Linked DNA regions of Mus musculus: all the other regions are linked to region 1. A link is a contact called in public ChIA-PET and HiChIP or PLAC-seq data. All regions are on one chromosome and are shown on one strand. The core of a region is the stretch at or near the end of the contact, and the rest is flanking DNA. Distances in the headings are between cores, read along the strand shown.

Evidence for each region. ChIA-PET counts read pairs in DNA pulled down with a chosen protein or histone mark. HiChIP or PLAC-seq counts read pairs in DNA pulled down with a chosen protein or histone mark.
Region 2: a contact with region 1 is called in an RNA polymerase II ChIA-PET map of memory CD8 T cells, with 21 read pairs. The contact joins the promoter of H2bc18 here to the promoter of Ctss in region 1. A contact is called at or near these places in 1 of 39 promoter capture datasets (pre-B cells) and 2 of 115 datasets of contacts at active chromatin or transcription factors (bone marrow-derived macrophages and memory CD8 T cells).
Region 3: a contact with region 1 is called in an H3K27ac HiChIP or PLAC-seq map of microglia, with 4 times the contacts expected there. The contact joins the promoter of H3c15 here to the promoter of Ctss in region 1. A contact is called at or near these places in 2 of 39 promoter capture datasets (cranial neural crest and pre-B cells), 2 of 115 datasets of contacts at active chromatin or transcription factors (bone marrow-derived macrophages and microglia) and 1 of 9 other capture datasets (liver).
Region 4: a contact with region 1 is called in an H3K27ac HiChIP or PLAC-seq map of bone marrow-derived dendritic cells, with 2.7 times the contacts expected there. The contact joins the promoter of Bola1 here to the promoter of Ctss in region 1. A contact is called at or near these places in 2 of 39 promoter capture datasets (cranial neural crest and liver) and 1 of 115 datasets of contacts at active chromatin or transcription factors (bone marrow-derived dendritic cells).

The regions. Positions count from the first base shown.
Region 1 is chr3:95,525,342-95,528,263 of GRCm38.p6, reverse strand. Ctss (cathepsin S) reads right to left here and starts at 1,478. Exons shown (of 8, transcript NM_021281.3): 1 at 1,339-1,478. The coding sequence starts at 1,364.
Region 2 is chr3:96,268,272-96,271,193 of GRCm38.p6, reverse strand. H2bc18 (H2B clustered histone 18) reads right to left here and starts at 1,494. Exons shown (of 1, transcript NM_175666.3): 1 at 1,002-1,494. The coding sequence starts at 1,442. The coding sequence ends at 1,062. It overlaps H3c13 (H3 clustered histone 13), which reads right to left and starts at 2,540. Exons shown (of 1, transcript NM_178215.2): 1 at 2,039-2,540. The coding sequence starts at 2,500. The coding sequence ends at 2,090.
Region 3 is chr3:96,237,618-96,240,539 of GRCm38.p6, reverse strand. It overlaps H3c15 (H3 clustered histone 15), which reads left to right and starts at 1,413. Exons shown (of 1, transcript NM_054045.4): 1 at 1,413-2,061. The coding sequence starts at 1,599. The coding sequence ends at 2,009. It overlaps H2ac19 (H2A clustered histone 19), which reads left to right and starts at 166. Exons shown (of 1, transcript NM_178212.3): 1 at 166-761. The coding sequence starts at 290. The coding sequence ends at 682.
Region 4 is chr3:96,196,229-96,199,150 of GRCm38.p6, reverse strand. It overlaps Bola1 (bolA-like 1 (E. coli)), which reads left to right and starts at 1,565. Exons shown (of 2, transcript NM_026975.2): 1 at 1,565-1,601; 2 at 1,872-2,563. The coding sequence starts at 1,875. The coding sequence ends at 2,288.

The DNA of each region.
Region 1 (2,922 bases), core at 229-2,728:
GTCTATCTTAAGTGGCCATTTCAATATTTAAATCACTGGCCGGGCAGTGGTGGCACATCCCTGAAATCCCATCACTTGGGAGGCAGAGGCAGGTGGATTTCTGAGTTTGAGGCCAGCCTGGTCTACAGAGTGAGCGCCAGGACAGCCAGGACTGCACAGAGAAACCCTGTCTCGAAAAACCAAAAATAATAAAAAAATTAAATCACCACAACATAGTGTGTGGGTGGGTGGGGTGGGGGGTGTATGGCAACACTACATAGCACCTCATTAATATGTATAGTTACTCTCCTCTCTTAAATTGGTTAAAATTTAATTTCAAAACTAAGCCAGGTACAATGGTGGATACCTATAGTCCCATCTTCAGAAGCCAACGCAGGAGGACTGTCAACAGGGAGTTCCAGGCCTGTCCAGGCAACACAGAGAAGGCTGGGGATGCAGCGCCACGTCTGACACTCGTCTAGTATGGGTGAGACCCTTGGCCTGAGCGTGAACACCAAAGTAATACAAACAACCAAGCAGCTCAACCTTCTCTCTCAAATAACCGTGCTCGCCTTCAGAGAAGCTAAAGGACAACCCAGCTCTTAGATTTGTACACCCTTGGGTTATTTTCCTTTTTCACATTTCTCCCCAACAAATCAAATATCTGTTTCAGAGGAGATACCCCAAACAGGCTTCTCACCAGGTGTGGTGGCCCACGCTTGTGATCCCAGCACTCAGGAGGCAGAGGTGAGGCAGGAGGAGCACTGTAAGTTTGAGGCCAGCCTGGTCTTCATATCGAGTTCTAAGGCCGCCAAATTTAAGAGGTGAGGCCCAGCCTCTAAAAAACACAGCTGATGCCCGCTCCGTTCCTATATTTAACAGAAATTCAGTAGTTGCCTGAAACTGGATTTATTATTATTGTTTTTGTTGTTGTTATTATTATTTTAGTTTTTTGAGATAGTGTTTCTCTGTGTATCCCTGGCTGTAGCTGGCCTCAAACTCAGAGATCTGCCTGCCTCTGCCTTCGGAGTGCTGGGATTAAAGGGGTGAAGCGCCACTCCTCGGCTGAAACTGAATTTTTTAAATGGTGTGAGCCTTCAGCTCATGCTTCACAGGAGCCCAGGTTTAAATCTCACCGCATCCACATACAACACAGTTATCACACAGTTAAGCCAACAAGAATCTCTCAAACAGACTCTCCCTAATCAGAAAAACAAGAGGCGAATGGGCGGCATGATTTTTGTTTTCAGCTTACTTCCTGAAAGCAAAGATTTAAAATCCCAGCGGCCTGACTGATGAAAAGATAGAGCATGTTTAAGGCCATATATGAAGAAAACAAAAGAAGCAGACAGTACATACATGGCAGCGTGGCCAGGAGCCCTCATGGTCATCCTGAAGTGTGGTGCTCACTCCAAAGATGTCCCTGGCAGCAGGAGGCTGCTTGAAATGACTCTAAAAAGAAATCGGAGCTTGTCACATGAAGCATCCACAATGAGGAAGTGAACTTTCATTTCGGTTTCATTTAAAGACTTATGAGAACAGCTGCCTCCGCCCTCTCCTTCTCACCTTGGGACAGTTTGTGTGTAATGAGCTGCCCAGAGGGCTCCATGGTAGAGGCCATCAATAGAATGACCTCAGCAGAGAACAGGACAAAGTTTTCCTCCAACCCTGTGTCATTTTGGTGGTCCATTTTATTCACATCGGTTCTGAGATGGAAACATTTAGTTATAAAGACATTTGGATCAGGCGCCTCAAATCTCAGGTTGCTACATGATTCCCTAGGAAGCCCTGTCTTATCCTTTAACACAAGTCATGTATGACTTATTGTGTCTAATACTCACTCATCAGTTCCTTTGTTTTAGTTCAAAGGATCTTAACACACACACACACACACACACACACACACACAGAGTTATACACATACACTTATACACACAGTTCTATCACATAGTTATCTCTCACAAACATACAATTATACACACATGGTTATCTCACATATTCACACACAGTTATACACATACATTCATCCATACATATGGTTATTATGCACATATTCACAGTTAATCTCACACATAGTTATACATATACAGCACAGTTATCACACAGTTATACCCACATGCACACATATACAGTTACACACACACTTACTCACACCAGGATATACACCCAACTGCCACTGTGGTCTTCTAGGCACAGCTGGGGTAAAATGAACTATTGGTTTTTAAACCTGAATCTTTATTAATCACCAATGAAAATGGGCATCTCTCCCATGTTTTTGACCACTGAGTTTTCTGAGGATTGCATTTTCAATTATTTTGCTCATGTTTCTAGTGTATTTATCGGTTTTCTTGGTGATCTGCAGGGCCTGTTTTTACTGTTCTGGCTAGCAGTCTCTGGTGGTGCCGTACACTCCGCCTGCCTTCTCACAGTTCTCCATTGGTTTTTTTCTTTGTTTGTTTGTTTGTTTTTACTTTGCTTATACTGATTTTTTTTTTTTACTGAAAATTTAAAATGCTGAAATAGAACATCTGGCCAGGTATAGTGCTAGTCTCAGGCCAGCCTGGGTTACATAAAACCTTGTCCTCAAAATACAAAACAAGAAGGCAGTGAGGTGAGGAACTCCTGTTTCAATAATCTCCTGGAACTGCCAACTTGTTTCATTTATGCTCCCATTTCCCAGATTATTTCGAAATAATTCCTAGATCTCATGTGTAATATGTTTCATATGAAAATGTTTCAAGTGTTTATCTATTTTTACAATTATTGTGTGTGTGTCGGGGGGGGGGGAACCAGTGTCATGCTGCTAGGGACAGAATTCAGGCGTGGTGGCAAGTACCTTTGCCTGCTAACCCATCTTGTACACCCTCATGTGTATATTTTAAAAAGAGATATGATAAAGAAATACAAGCACAAACCATGATGACATCTAACCTGACCACCATG
Region 2 (2,922 bases), core at 245-2,744, 740 kb before region 1:
TGAGAGCACAGTGGCTTTGTTCCAGATATAGCCAAAGTTGTACCTTGTGCTGTGGCTGGGCTTGGTAATGTGTAAGGGTCACCCAGGTGGTACTGGTTTTGAAGGCATGAAGGAGTTGAGCAGAGCAGCTGAGGCTTGGCACTGTGAGAGGCCATGGAAGGCCATTGGTGAAAGTGCAGCCTCAGTTGCAATTGATGGCCCAGGACTGAAGGGGTCATGCCGTGTTTTGGAGATGCCAGTACCATGAGATGACCACCAAGAGCAGCAGCAGCAGCAGTGGAGTACAGGCATCTGGAGCCTAGAGGATGACGCGTGTGCTACAAAGGGCATGGCTGGAGAAGTGACCCAAGGCCTTGGAGGAGCCCAGAAGATCGTAAGTTGGATCCCAGACATTGGACGGTTGGAGATTGACTTTTGCTTTTGATTGTGACTGTGCCCTGATAGTTTCCCTCTTGAAGGAAGAAACTGTTTTAGTGGAGCCCACAGTTAAGAGACTTTTAATTGTAAAAAGACTTCGGATTTTAAAAGAGATGGATATTTTAAAGAGATTGAAATTTTAAGAATATGTAAAGACTGTGGGACTTTTAAAGTTATTTAGACCTTGGGGATGAATAAGAATGTAAGGGTTGAGGCTTACTAGTGATGTGTTTGTGTGTCAAGTTGACAAGGGGTCAATTGTACTGGCTAGTTTTGTGTCAACTTGACACAGCTGGGGTTATCACAGAGAAAGGAGCTTCAGTTGAGGAAATGCCTCCATGAGATTCAACTCTAAGGCATTTTCTCAATTAGTGATCAAGGGGGAAAGGCCCCTTGTGGGTGGGACCATCTCTGGGCTGGTAGTCTTGGGTTATATAAGAGAGCAGGCTGAGCAAGCCAAGACACCGCCCAACACTTTGAAACGCTCGATGTTGCACCAGAGCGCTGCAGGGTAACAGACTCATCATGGCTTAACCTTACCTGCTAGATCAGACCCTTAGTGCTTACAGTCTTTTTTTGAGAACTAAAGTGGCTCTGAAAAGAGCCTTTTGGGTAAAGCCGATCAATCACGTCTCTGCTGCACTTCACTTGGAGCTGGTGTACTTGGTGACGGCCTTGGTGCCTTCCGACACAGCGTGTTTAGCCAACTCTCCCGGCAGCAGCAGACGCACGGCTGTCTGGATCTCCCGGGAAGTGATGGTCGAGCGCTTGTTGTAATGCGCCAGACGGGAAGCCTCACCTGCGATGCGCTCGAAGATATCGTTCACGAAGGAATTCATGATTCCCATAGCCTTAGATGAGATGCCCGTGTCGGGGTGCACTTGCTTCAGGACCTTGTACACGTAAACAGAATAGCTCTCCTTGCGGCTGCGCTTGCGCTTCTTGCCATCTTTCTTCTGCACTTTCGTGACAGCTTTCTTAGAGCCCTTCTTTGGGGCAGGAGCAGACTTCGCTGGATCCGGCATTTTCCTCCGCGTCTAAAGATGCAACGTAAGGTAGACCGGGCAACTACGAACTGTTTCAGCGCGGCTTGCTATGCGGTACTTATAGAGCTTGTATGCAAATGAGGTTTCACACGGTATTCCATTTTTATTGGTTGATTTACAGCAGAGTCAGCGTCAAGGAGGCGGAGCCTACTCAAACCGATTCTGGTTGCGAGCCTTGGTGGTGCTTAGAGGAAATTCTTTCTAGCCAATCGCAGCCTTCCATTTCATGCTAGCCTGTTATTGAGAGCGGCAGTTTTGCCTCAGCTGTTCTTTATGTTCCCTTCGCTTACAGATCCTTAAAACACCAGGTTGAAATAAGTTAACTATCGCTCTTAGGTATCACGCTTGGAATTTTGGGGCTATTTTTCAGGTTCACAGTTCTGAGACCCTAATTAGAACTCCTTTTTTGGACTGGCCCATATTTGAGTAGTGAGCTCAAGACCAGCTCTAAATGGAATAAACCTGGGATAAGGAATGTGATTACTGGTAACTGTTAGGCCTGACACACTTGAGGGCGTATTTGAAACACTGAAAATCAATTTGCAAAGCTGACACAGCTACTTTCATCGACAACGTAGGTGGCTCTGAAAAGAGCCTTTGTGGGGGATGGAAGGGAAACAGGGCGCTTAAGCGCGCTCCCCACGGATGCGGCGGGCCAACTGGATGTCCTTGGGCATGATGGTGACGCGTTTGGCGTGGATGGCGCACAGGTTGGTGTCCTCGAACAGCCCCACCAGGTAGGCCTCGCTCGCCTCCTGCAGCGCCATGACGGCCGAGCTCTGGAAGCGCAGGTCCGTCTTGAAGTCCTGCGCGATCTCGCGCACCAGGCGCTGGAACGGCAGCTTGCGGATCAGCAGCTCGGTCGACTTCTGGTAGCGCCGGATCTCCCGCAGCGCCACGGTGCCGGGCCGGTAGCGGTGCGGCTTCTTCACGCCGCCCGTGGCCGGGGCGCTCTTGCGGGCGGCCTTGGTGGCCAGCTGCTTGCGCGGGGCCTTGCCGCCGGTGGACTTGCGGGCGGTCTGCTTCGTACGGGCCATATTTTTGCGACTTCGGCTTGCAGACGCCAAGTGGCCATACTTATAGACTTATCTTCGTCTTGATTGGGCCCAGAAAGCAGGAGTTTCTGGACTTGCAGTCTGATTGGGTAGAATTCGATCCTATTTGCTGAGTTTCAAGATGGTTACACTATTCCTTCTCTCCTGATACTTTTCCTTCCTGTATTTATGAACCGCAGAGGGTTTTAAAAAGATAGTGCTTTTCAGTTGATGTAACTTTCCTAAATGCAGTGTTTAAAGTGTTTCTCACGCAGTGTGCTCTTCTAACAGGTTTCTTTGGAAACAAACTTGCCCTTTTCATGTTCTGCGATTCACTTTGTAGCGAGTCACCAGATACTGTAGCTCTTCTCTGACAGTTAGCATTTATTTAACTTCAGGCTTTGTGCCCAGTGATTTGAACGCAT
Region 3 (2,922 bases), core at 164-2,663, 710 kb before region 1:
AGCCGCCCGGCGACCCGCGGAGTGTCGCAACGACGGCCGCACGCAAATGAAGCCACCGAGCACGCGCGTCGTGATTCGCGCGTTCCAGGGCGGCGCCGGGGCGAGGGAGCCGGTCTTATGTAAATGAGAGGCTTCTGTCCGCGCGCTCCTATTGGCCACGGCGTCAGGACGCGTGTGAGCCAATGAGAGCGTCGGGCGGACAATCGGGTCTGCGTCTATAAAAGGGTGAGGCGTCGGCGCCGGAGTACCGTTTCCTGGTTGTGGCCGTTCGTCTGTTTGCGCTTTCGTGATGTCCGGTCGTGGCAAGCAAGGAGGCAAGGCCCGCGCCAAGGCCAAGTCGCGGTCTTCCCGGGCCGGGCTACAGTTCCCGGTGGGGCGTGTGCACCGGCTGCTGCGCAAGGGCAACTACGCGGAGCGTGTGGGTGCCGGCGCGCCGGTATACATGGCGGCGGTGCTGGAGTACCTAACGGCCGAGATCCTGGAGCTGGCGGGCAACGCGGCCCGCGACAACAAGAAGACGCGCATCATCCCGCGCCACCTGCAGCTGGCCATCCGCAACGACGAGGAGCTCAACAAGCTGCTGGGCAAAGTGACGATCGCGCAGGGCGGCGTCCTGCCCAACATCCAGGCCGTGCTGCTGCCCAAGAAGACGGAGAGCCACCATAAGGCGAAGGGCAAGTGAGGCCACTGCTCGCGTCGGCCCGCGTCTCTGTGATATAACCCCCGCGAGCTCCTAAAAAGGCTCTTTTCAGAGCCACCCACTGAATCAGATAAAGAGTTGTGTCACGGTAGCCGGTCTTGGTGGCCTTTCCTGGCCCTGCCCCAAAAGTAAGAGTGTCGTGTCCTCTGCTTCCTTGCCCATCCTGCCCGTGGTTCCCCCTGGTAGTTAGTCTGTTGTCGCTCTTTGGTTCATGCCCTGCCTCGGCGGAGCGGATACGCGGTTCTCGCTGACCGTCCCAAGCATTTAGCCCCTATCTGCCCACACCCTTGTCCTACACAACACTGTCCCTCACTCAGCGTCCACCCGCCTGACCCTTCCCAGGACTAAGACTCAACTAGGACGTCTAGGCCAATCTAGACATAAGTCGCAGTCAGCCGCGCTCTCGTCCGGTCCTTGGGGAATGTCTAGGAGGAGGAGGTGTCCCGCGAGGACTGGACGCGGCCGGCTCTAGGGATCATGGGGGACTGGGGCTGGGACTGTGGCTGTGGCTGGGCGGTGCTGCACAAACACTAGATTAGTTCTGCCCTGGGACTTTGGGCGGCGGGCGGGGGCGCGCGAGCTCCTCTTGGGCAGAGCCGGGACCCGCCCTCTACGGGCAGCTGCCAGACGTGGCTCCACCCTCGCAGAACGTTGGCAAGTGGACCGGGCGCGGGGCTGGACGTGGGGGGCGGGTGGGGGCGGGTCAGGTGGCGTGGCGGGCCCGAGCCAATGGGCGAGGTCGGGGCCGGTGACGCCACGGCCAATGGCGCGGCAGCGCGGGAGTTTCAAGTCGCTGTCTCCGCCCCGCCGCGGGGAAGACTGCGCCTATAAAGGCGGCCGGCTCGGGCCGGTATCAGGTCCCCGAGTGCTCCTCGTTTGGGTGTCTTCCGTCTTCGCCATGGCCCGTACGAAGCAGACTGCCCGCAAGTCCACCGGCGGCAAGGCCCCGCGCAAGCAGCTGGCCACCAAGGCCGCCCGCAAGAGCGCCCCGGCCACGGGCGGCGTGAAGAAGCCGCACCGCTACCGGCCCGGCACCGTGGCGCTGCGGGAGATCCGGCGCTACCAGAAGTCGACCGAGCTGCTGATCCGCAAGCTGCCGTTCCAGCGCCTGGTGCGCGAGATCGCGCAGGACTTCAAGACGGACCTGCGCTTCCAGAGCTCGGCCGTCATGGCGCTGCAGGAGGCGAGCGAGGCCTACCTGGTGGGGCTGTTCGAGGACACCAACCTGTGCGCCATCCACGCCAAACGCGTCACCATCATGCCCAAGGACATCCAGTTGGCCCGCCGCATCCGTGGGGAGCGCGCTTAAGCGCCCTGTCTCCCATCCATTCCCCACAAAGGCTCTTTTCAGAGCCACCACAGCTTCCCGGAAAGAGCTGTTTACTTCGCTTAGAGCTTTGTCCGCACATTATCCCGCTCCATAGCTCTAGGTTGGTATCTGACTTATACCTGTTATGTCTACATAATGGTTGCTTTCAAGGAAGGTTTGAATGCCCTTAGTGTAAGTTGTTTAACGTTAATTGCGGTCTTATTCAGACTCCTAGCTTGTTAACCCGAAGTAGGTTCACCACCTCAGTCTAAGGGGAGGGGATAATCTTACGGAGGGTTGGGGCTTGGTGGATACTATGTAATGTTCCTACCCAGCTGGAGCAGAGAAGGCTTTGTAAGTAGCTGAAGGCTGAGATCTAGCTTACAGCTCATAATTACATCACCAGACTTCTGGACGACTGAAGATTATTGTTGCTCATTTAATGCAATGTCTGAGGCTTACGGGGCTCAACGTCGGTGGTAAGTGGACTATGAGTAATATCCAGTGATAAAGCTTTGTTCTCTAACACTTGATTAGAAGACCTGCTAGCTACTTGGGATTCAGCATTTATTGCTATGATATGGTTCAATGGCAATTGGGTAGTTTTTCCTCTTACTCCTATTAATTTACTTCAAAATGACAACTCCATTCCCCCCTTCCCACTTTGGCAGGCACCTTTCTGGACCGAAATACACTGGATATCAAAGGGGAATCCCTTTACAATTCCTTAGCGTGAGGACAGTCTTTGCAGGGGTGGGTGTCGGACCTGAGACTCAAGAGCACAGTAAATACCTTATGGAGATCACTGTCATGGACCTTCCTTTCGGTTTCTGCCGGAAACTTCCAGAGAGCAAACTAGCAATAGTTAAAGCTGTGTGGAGACAGCCCATTTGTCCCCAGCATCTTACTGAGC
Region 4 (2,922 bases), core at 316-2,815, 670 kb before region 1:
GCTCAGGGCTTCCCTTCCCTTCTCCAGCTTCTGACTCCTATACTATATAACCCAGCCATTTTGGCCATGAGCTTTCTTGGTTCTCTTGACTCTGGCTCTGGCTCTGGTTCTCTCTCTCTCTCTCTCTCTCTCTCTCTCTCTCTCTCTCTCTCTCTCTCTCTCTCTCTCTCTCTCTCTCTCTCCATCTCTCACTCTCCCTCCCCTCCTCTCCCTTCATAGCCCTGTTCAGTCTGCTGTTTAGCTTGCTCTATTTTCTTCCTGCACTAGACCCTTCCAGATGCCTCTGGCTGTGTTCTCCCTCACACACAGAGTAGGAACTGCCTCAGCCATTCCTTGGAGTGGTCATGTGTTGTGTCCGGCCAGCAGACCACAACCTGGGTTCTAGCCTGGAAAGGCATTTTGGAAACCTGGAAGAGAAGAGGGGCTAGGTGGCGAGAGAAAAGAATGTAGCCAAGACAGTTACTCTGATCAAGGCTCAAATTTTATTGTTGCGACACTAGTTATGAAGGAAGGGGGAGGGGACCCGATTCCCGCGGAATAATCTCTGGTCCAGTAGAAAGGTGCACGTGTGTGGCTCCGCAGGTTCCAGCAGTGGGCGTGGCAGAACGAATGAGCAGGAAGCTCCACCCCTGAGCAAGCAGGTTTCAGGCTAGGGGAGGGGAGACTGCAGTCATGTGCTGATTTCATTCAGTTACCACATCCTGACCAAATGAGGTGAGAAAGTGGTCTTCTTGTTTCTCCTACACTGCTCTAAGAAGTCTCTTGTCATTTCTTTGGTCCTCACGTGTAGGTAATATGCTTACAGTAAACTGTGTGTATTTCCACCACACACTTGACACACGGTATCACAATGAACATTATGACTATTTCTCTAGTGCTTTGTAAACTCTGAGAGCAGGGCTGTCTTTATTCTATCTCTCTCAGGAACAAAGGAATCTCCGAAAGGAACAAAGCTGGGGTCCTACACAGAAGCGCGCGGGGGCAAGGCAAGTTAGTGCAGCTCTTAGGGAACTGTGTGACGATCTTCATTTTCCTTCTCACTGGAATTCTCTGTTTGGGGCAGGACAGATTATCTTGGGAAGAAAACTGTCCCAGCAGACATTCCCCTCTGAATTGAGCAAGGTCCGCTGTAATCTCATAAGAATCTGTTTTTGCTATGGAAGCACTCTATCAATAACCCAGGACAGTAATCCCAGCAGGTAGGAGGTAGAGGCAGGAGGATCAGGAAATAATGGACATTTCTAGAGTGGTAAAGGCCAACCTGGGCTACATGAGACTTCTTTTTTTATTAATTACATACAAATGACTTAAGCTATTTGGGTTATAGATCAAGAAGCTACAAATCTGGTGCAACCATCTTAAATTTACAGGAAACACTTTTGTTTTTATTGCTCTAATTTCCCGACTTTGCAGGATTTTACCGGTCGGGAGAAGCAGGGACTACAATTCCCATAAAACCTCTGGGTACTGGGTAACGCCTGCCAGACGCAACCGGACTGCGTTTCCTAGCGAGCCTCCTGACGCGGCGTTTGCGTGGTCCGACCGGAAATTCGGTTGTTAGATCAAGCGGTGGTACAGCAGGCTGCGCAGCAAGTACAAAGGTACCACCCTAGGGTTCGGAGAGACGATAGGGCTCTGACTCAGCCAAAAGGACCAAGTTGTACATTTTCCATTTTTCAGCTCCCAGCCATGCTTTCCCAGTGCCCTTAGTGCCTAGCGCTCTGGCCGCTCAATCGCCTTTGTCTCTCCGCTACCGGCGTAGAAGCCGCGTTAACCCGCCACGCAGAGTAGAGGCGGTTCCAGGGTGTGCTTGTCTGGGGTGCGTGGGCAGGGTGTGTGGACTCAGTCCCGTGTCCTTCGTTTCTCCGCAGCGAATGCTAAGTGCGCGATCGGCCCAGTGCATGGTCTCCATGGCCACGCGCTCGTGTGTATCGCGGGGCAGCGCGGGATCTGCGGCTGCAGGACCAGTGGAAGCCGCTATTCGCGCCAAATTGGAGCAAGCCCTGAGCCCCGAGGTACTGGAGCTGCGCAACGAGAGCGGTGGCCACGCAGTCCCAGCAGGCAGCGAGACGCATTTTCGCGTGGCGGTGGTGAGCTCTCGTTTCGAGGGGATGAGCCCCTTGCAACGGCACCGGTTGGTCCACGAGGCACTGTCGGAGGAGCTGGCTGGACCGGTACATGCCCTGGCCATCCAGGCGAAGACCCCCGCCCAGTGGAGAGAAAACCCACAGTTGGACATTAGTCCCCCCTGCCTAGGTGGGAGCAAGAAAACTCGAGGGACCTCTTAATAAATACCTGGATTGGGAGAACGATCCGAATGGGTCGACTGAGAATAAACTACTACATCACTACTACCTTATTCCTTGATTTGTACGGACCAGGAGCTCTGCCTTTTCTGCTAATGAACACCATGCAGAGGCAAAGACACCTCTGGTGAAAGCTAAGCTAGCCCAGGGAGAGAGCAGCCACTCCCTCCCTCTTGCCCTTGCCTGGGCTAGACTAGAGAAAGGTCCTGATGAATCGGAAAGGGCCATGATAATAAAAGAGAAGCTGGTGCATGAGGTCAAACGGTGCTCTTAATACCTGTTAAATTGGAGCTACACATCATTAGTGCATATGGGGGCTGGGGGAGGTTGCATAACACCACTGCGCACTTGGGTGTCAGAGAGTAATTTTCGGAGTTACTCCTCCCCCAGTTGCATGGTTCTGGAATTGAACTCAGAGAGGCCATCAGGTTTACACAGCTGTTAGGTCCCTACAGACGTTCTTATGAGAAGAAAATTACCTGTAGGCTAGAGAAGGGATTTGTGAGGAAGTGAACTATCTGGGTTTTGCAAGGATACCAAAATTAACCCGGAAAAGAGGGAATTCCTGCATTTGAAGCAGGAAAAGAACCGAAATAAACATTGGCTAGGTTTGGGG